Regions from separate parts of the Sus scrofa genome. Here region 1 is linked to region 2. A link is a contact called in public Hi-C data. All regions are on one chromosome and are shown on one strand. Each heading gives the region's core, a stretch centred on a gene start, on an enhancer-like site or on the middle of the called end of the contact. The rest is flanking DNA. Distances are from core to core; before and after follow the strand shown.

What was found. A called contact is a pair of places that touch in the nucleus more often than the background predicts.
Region 1: a Hi-C map of liver shows a contact between it and region 2, with 7 times the contacts expected there. The contact joins the promoter of SPP2 here to the enhancer-like site in region 2. A contact is called at or near these places in 1 of 5 promoter capture datasets (liver) and 7 of 47 Hi-C or Micro-C datasets (fetal liver, liver and skeletal muscle).

Annotation. Positions count from the first base shown.
Region 1 is chr15:134,280,858-134,284,422 of Sscrofa11.1, forward strand. SPP2 (secreted phosphoprotein 2) reads left to right here and starts at 1,929. Exons shown (of 8, transcript NM_213780.1): 1 at 1,929-2,128; 2 at 2,228-2,352. The coding sequence starts at 2,062.
Region 2 is chr15:134,233,337-134,236,648 of Sscrofa11.1, forward strand. It overlaps TRPM8 (transient receptor potential cation channel subfamily M member 8), which reads left to right. Exons shown (of 28, transcript XM_021074741.1): 21 at 1,012-1,153; 22 at 2,169-2,340. Among named protein-coding and RNA genes, the nearest start is that of SPP2, 48 kb to the right of the region's middle. Within about 2 kb of position 1,630, at least 12 of the 83 cell types and tissues checked have an H3K27ac peak or open chromatin away from gene starts, as enhancers often do. A contact at or near this core is called in liver, where this site is marked.

The sequences.
Region 1 (3,565 bases), core at 679-3,178, 48 kb after region 2:
TCCTTGTTGGTAGCAAGGCCCGGTCTGCCTCTAGGGAACCGGGCCACCCCACACCATGTCCTTGGTAAGGGGCTGCAGTCCCTTTCCCAGTAGTCTTCTGTCTGTCCTTTCTTTCTGACTTGAGTCTCCTTCTCTCCTGGCACCTGTCATCCAGTTTGAAGATATGCCCGACCACCTGGGAACCAAAGTCCAGAGAACTGAGCAAACTGTCAATGGCCCCACCACCTCCAAGAATTCTCAGAGCAATTTATGCCTCTCTCATTGGCCCTTCTATGTGCCTTGTTTATAAGCAGCATGAGCTAGATGATTAGTTCTTTTAGATGTTCCCTGGACCACTTGCCTATTACATAGCAGCTACTAAAAAATATTTATCGAATTGAATTCTTACTAGCAGTTACCATTTATCGAGCAATTCATTTGCCAAGTGTTCTTCCAAGGGCTTGTGATTTAATTTTTATATGATGGTTCATTTTATGTGTCAGCTTGGCTCTGGTGCCCAGATATTTGGCCAAGCATTATTGTGGATGTTTCTGTGATAATTTTTAGGAGAGATTAACTTGTAAGTCAGTGGATGCTGAGGAAACAGATTATTCTCCTTATTATGGGTGGGCCGCATCCAGTCAGTTGAAGACTTGACTATACAAAGACTGACCTCCCCAGCAGGAAGGCATTGTGGCAGTAAATGGCCTTTGGACTCAACCTGCAACTCTTTCTTGGGAATCCAGCCTTCCAACCCATCTGAAGATTTTGAACTTGCCGTGCCGTGCCGTCGCACAAACTGAATCCTTGAAAGCAATCTCTCTCTGTCTCTCTGTGCCTCTCTGACTAATAGTTCATCTTTACATTGAACCATTTATGCTCACCTTATCGGTGAGGAAGTTGAGGTTCAGAGGCATTGAGGATGATGCCCACAGATATACCCCTGACAAAGGTAGAGCCAGGATTCTGGTCCAGGTGTTTCTGAATCCTAGAACAAGTCAGCTTCTTACACATGAATTCAAAGAATGAGACCACCATGAGCTGTATGTCACACAACCTGTATTTACTGTAAAGCATCTCTTCTTCTTAATGATTCATAAACTACCTTCAGCTCTTACAGCGCATGAGAATCATCAGTATGCAAACATCTCATTATCCAGGTGAGGTGCAAAAATATCCATTAGCAGAGAAGGTTGGTGGGCAGGAGCTGTGTCACCACTGTTGACTGCAGATGATCTTGGTTGGCGTTTTTAGTTCCTACAGAGTAAAGTCTCTCCTTTATAATCATAATTTCCAGTAAGATCGTGAAATAACCACACAGTGTTTGCAAACAGCCAACTGCGAAATCTTTAGGAGCATGGAAGGGAACTAAGTGGATGACAATTTGAAATTAAGTATTTTGCGGAAACAAACTCACAAACATAGAGAAGAGACTGCGGTTGTCAAGAGCAAGAATGGGGGAGGGATGGATTTGGGAGTCCGGTATTAGTGGATGCAAGCTATTGGGTAAACAGCAAGGCTACTGAATAGCACGGGGAACTATATTCAACATCCTGTGATGAACCATAACGGAAAAGAATGTGAAAAATGATACCTGTATGTGTTTAACTGAATCACTTAGCGGTCCAGCAGAAATTCACACATTGTCAAGCAACCATATTTCAATAAAATAAATTTAAAAAATTATCTGTTTCGTTGAAAGTAAGATGACACTCCCTCCTTCTAAGACAAAATGAAATAAAGGGAACTAGGCCGTCCATGTGAATGAAATTAAAATAGAGAAAAACAAATAGTGCCCATGGAATCCTGCCTCTTGGCTGCTGTCTGGCTGCAGGTTAAAGTCCCGTGGTGAGGTTGAAATTTCAAAAGTGGCCCCAAACTGGACCTTTCCACAGGAAGAGCCAGCAGAAAATATTGACTCTTCGGGATCAATTATTTCTGCTAAGGCTGCCGTCTGCTCCAGTCAGAGAGAGAGAGCAAGCCAGGTCACATTTGATAAAGAGCTGTTTTCAGGGCGACTTGTGGCCCCCAAAGGCACAGGGACGGTCTCCCTGGCTCTGAACTGAAGCTGTTCTTCCCAACATGGAGAAGAGGGCGATGAGGATGTTGGCGATGTTTGTCCTGGGAACGAGCTTCTGGTCCTGTGCAGGTAAGGGGCTCAGAGACAGGGCCACCTGCACCTAGTGATGTGGAGCTGCCCCACCCGTGTGCCCTGTCTCACCGTGTCCCCGCGTGCTTGGGCGTCCAGGTTTTCCCGTGTATGACTACGACCCATCTTCCCTGAGGGAGGCTGTCGGCGCCTCCGTGGCCAAAGTGAATTCCCAGTCGCTGAGCCCCTATCTGTTTCGGGCCTTCAGGAGCTCACTAAAAAGGGTAAGTGCCCCTTTTGTCTTCTCTAATCCTCTTTATTCTTCCTTCTGGTTTTCTTTCTTTTGTCATTTTGGGTGTACGAAATTTCTTTTTGGTCTTTTTGGGGCCTCACCCTTGACATATGGAGGTTCCCAGGCTAGGGGTCTAGTTGGAGCTGCAGCCACTGGCCTACACCACAGACACGGCAACACCAGATCCGAGCTGCATCTGTGACCTATATACCACAGCTCACAGCAACGCCAGATCCTTAACCCACTGAGCGAGGCCAGGAATCAAACTCACATCCTCATGGATACTAGTCAGATTCATTTCCACTGAGCCTCGATGGGAAAACCTGGGGGGTACAAAAATACTTAAATTTCAACTGAAAATGTTTCCAGTTTAAAATGAAGTTAAAGTTTTCCAGTTTAAATTTAATTTTTCATGGAAAAAATTTCCAGTTTAAACCGATAGTAGCTGCTCAGCTCCCTCACACTGTTTTGTTTTTTTGTTTGTTTGTTTGTTTTGATAGAGAAAGGATTTAATTGCTATTATTGTCATAAAGCTTTCAGAGCTCCTTTGCAAGCCTGATTCTTCTGCCGTTTTCTTCCCTCTGGCCTCATTTCCTATTTCCAGATGTTACCCTCCGCATATCCTGCTTCTGTACCCAAAGTCTCCATGGTTCCTCTTAAGATGTTTTATTAAAAACTGCCTATTTATTAGAAATAAGGCTTTTTCAAGTTCAGTGGTTCTGCTCCTAATACTTAGAGGAAATAAATTCTGGCTTTTGAGCCAAAGAAAGCCCCTTTCCTTTGTCAGTTTGGTAATAGTCTGTTTCCTGTTATCTTTGGGAAATGGAAAAAGATGAATTTTCATGGGCTTCCAATGACTACGGCTGTGATTGCCAAAGAAAGAGACAGAAACATCCTTCAAAGGAAATGAGAAACGAAGCAGCAGTTGGCCTCCCTCTTAGCTGGGCCCCAAGTGATTTCACTGCTTGTTCATCATCCTGTGTAAGGTGGGAGCAGAAATACCTGCCAGCGAGTTTAGGTTAAGATGGGAGGTGAGCAGGTTCTAGAAAGTTCCAGGTCCTATGAATTAGAACTCGTTGCAGCCAGGATGCCTGGAAACTTGGAACCACATGGACACGGCCAGGGGTCCAGGCAGCAGCTGCTTCCTCGCAGAGGCCCAAAGGCTGGATTCCTCTCCACCTGGTGCTTGTCTCTCCCATCCCTGC
Region 2 (3,312 bases), core at 380-2,879:
AGCCGCCGTTGGCTGGATGTGATTCTAGAGGGTCCCAGGTAGGAAGCACATATGGAGGTCCATGAACACGCTAGCAGGTGGTTAGCTAATCACATGATCTGGTGCAAACGAGGTACGTTTCCCTGGGGGGATGTCTGGCAGGGTCGAGTCTCAAGTGGCTGAAGTCATTATAGACCTTGTGAGCCCAGAAGTCAGCGATGGCGGGATGGGCCCCGCAGTCATATTTGGGATGGAAGACGAAAGGGTCGAGAATCTTGGCAGCTCTGTTTTGTGTGACCCCCTTGCCCCTCCTGGGGTCCATGAGGGCAGAAGTTGGGGCCTTTGGATTTCAGTCACTGACGGGAGGGTGTGCTCCCTGGCCTTTTATCCCACTTATCCCACTTGTTTTTGTCTTTTTGCCATTTCTAGGGCCATTCTCTTGGCATATGGAGGTTCCCAGGCTAGGGGTCCAATTGGAGCTGTTGCTGCCGGCCTACGCCAGAGTCACAGCAACACAGGATCCAAGCTGCGTCTCTGCACCCTCACCATGGCTCACGGCAACGCTGGATCCTTAACCCACTGAGCAAGGCCAGGGATCGAACCCAAAACCTCATGGTTCCTAGTCAGATTCGTTAACCACTGAGCCACGACGGGAACTCCTTTTATCCCATTCCCCGGCTCCTGGCTGTTGCCATGCTTTTGGTTATTTTTTGATTTTTTTGCTCTTTTGGGGCCACACCTGCAGCATGTGGAGGTGCCCAGGCTAGGGGTTGAATTGGAGCTGAAGCTGCCAGCCTCTACCACAGCCGCAGCCATGCTAGATCTGAGCCATTTGCAACCTACACCGCAGCTCACAGCAACGCCGGATCCGTCACCCACGGAGTGAGGCCAGGGATGGAACCCGAGTCCTCACGGATGCCAGTTGGGTTTGTTACCACTGTGCCACAATAGGAACTCCTTGTTTTTTTCAAGAGTACCACTTTGAAATATTTTGTTAGCGTCTCACAAATTCTGTTCCCCTTCTTCCCACAGGCTCCATCCTTCCAACAGAACCTCTCTCTACTCCGGACGCGTGATTTTTTGCCTGGACTACATCATATTCACGCTAAGGTTGATCCACATTTTCACTGTCAGCAGAAACTTAGGACCCAAGATTATCATGTTGCAGAGGATGGTAAGAATGAGGAATATTTGTAGTTGTCCTTCTTCCGGTTGTACCCAGGTTCCTCTCACTGTCCTGACGGGATTTTGTCTGCAGAGTGACGGCTGCATTTCACCATCGGTCGGGTTTGCTCTCTCCGATGTGTTTTCATCGGGGCCCCTTCCAGTTAAAATTTAACACAGGATGACTGTCAGGAGCAAAGAGCATAAGTCTGTTCATTTCTGAGAACGATCTTTATTTAGATTTGACACTCAGAGCCCAGGCAGTGTAGGGACTTTTATACCCATTTTATAGATTTGGACTATCGGGTTCAAGGAGGCTAATATGTTTGTCTGGAGACACGCAGTGAGCCAGAGGTAGAGCGAGGACTGGAGCTTTAGCTTTCTAACCAAGTGGAACGGACGTCAGGAAAGCGCTACCAGACCCGTCTCATGGGGGGTGATAATTACACACCGGTGATGTGGCTTCTTTCAGCTTGTTTTCCACGTGACTCATACCTCTCGTGCCTCTGTCTTCAAATCAGATGGGCATTTGGATGAGCTCATCTGGAGGTTTCTTTTCCAAGGCTGAGCTCCGGTTTGTGGTTTTAATTCAAAGCGTATCTGGGGCATCGAGTCACCATGAGGTCATGCTCTGTGCGCAGAACCTTAGAAAAGATGAAACTGTGCATTCCTGTCTAACAAGGAGAGCTTTTGCTTTGCCTTAGGGAAAGAAACAATGCAGGCATGACTGAGGGGTCTGCAGAACTGGAGAGAGGGAGGGGCTCCAGGCTGGTCTCATTCAGAACATCTCTGCTACTGAACTGGTTTGGGGACCTGGGAGCAAAAATGCGCCTGTCAGTTTTCATGCTGGGAGACAGACGCCTGGAGACCTGAGGGTGATGATGGCCATTTTTAAAAATTAATGAGCGAATGTTGGGCGACTTAGGTCCCAGGGCTCCAGAGCCTCTGAGCTCCCCTGTGGTCGGCGGAGTGGGGGAGCAGCCACGGCATAGTCCTGACCCTGCTCTCCTGTCCTCTCGTCACAGTTGATCGACGTGTTCTTCTTCCTGTTCCTCTTCGCTGTCTGGATGGTGGCCTTCGGTGTGGCCAGGCAAGGAATCCTCAGGCAGAATGAGCACCGCTGGAGGTGGATCTTCCGCTCGGTCATCTACGAGCCCTATCTGGCCATGTTCGGCCAAGTGCCCAGTGACGTGGACGGTGAGCCTGACATGGCCCCAGGTGGGGACAGCTGGGAGGGGGCAGTTGCTTCCAGAACCAGGGCTCCCTGCTCTGGCTCTGGGGGTCATCTTAGAAGCACATGGCTGGAGTGTGACCAACACTAGGCAGTGGACACGAACTGTCAAAGCCTTTCTTTCTCCTGAGCTTCTGTCTGTCTACCTTGCAAGCTTAGGCCCAACATTTCAGACTGCTTTTTTTTTTTTTTTTCTTTTTAAAATTTTTTTTAATTTTAATTTTAATTGTCTTAGGGCCACATGTGTGGCATATGGAAGTTCCCAGGCTAGGGGTCAGTTGGATGCAGCTACCAGCCTATGCCACAGTCACAGCAACGCAGGGTCCAAGCTGCGTCTGTGACCTACACCACAGCTCACAGCAACACCAGATCCTTAACCCACTGATTGAGGCCAGGGATCAAACCTGTGTCCTCATGGATACCAGCCAGGTTCATTACCACGGAGCCATGACGGGAACTCCCCAGAGCAATCCCTTTTTTTTTTTTTTAATTTTTTCTTTCTACTTTATTATTTTTTTTATTACTTAATGAATTTATTACATTTATAGTTGTGCAAAGAGCAATCCTTGAATAAAGAGACTCTGACGTGTCACTCCTCTGTGTAAAGCAGTCTAAGGGCTACCCCTTGCCTTTAGTATAAAGATAAAAAATTAACATGTCTGGAGTTCCCGTCGTGGCGCAGTGGTTAACAAATCCGACTAGGAACCATGAGGTTGCGGGTTCGGTCCCTGCCCTTGCTCAGTGGGTTAACGATCCGGCGTTGCCGTGAGCTGTGGTGTAGGTTGCAGACGCGGCTCGGATCCCGCGTTGCTGTGGCTCTGGCGTAGGCTGGTGGCTACAGCTCCGGTTGGACCCCTAGCCTGGGAACCTCCATATGCCGTGGGAGTGGCCCAAGAAATAGCAAAAAAAAAGACAAAAAAAAAAAAAAATTAACGTGT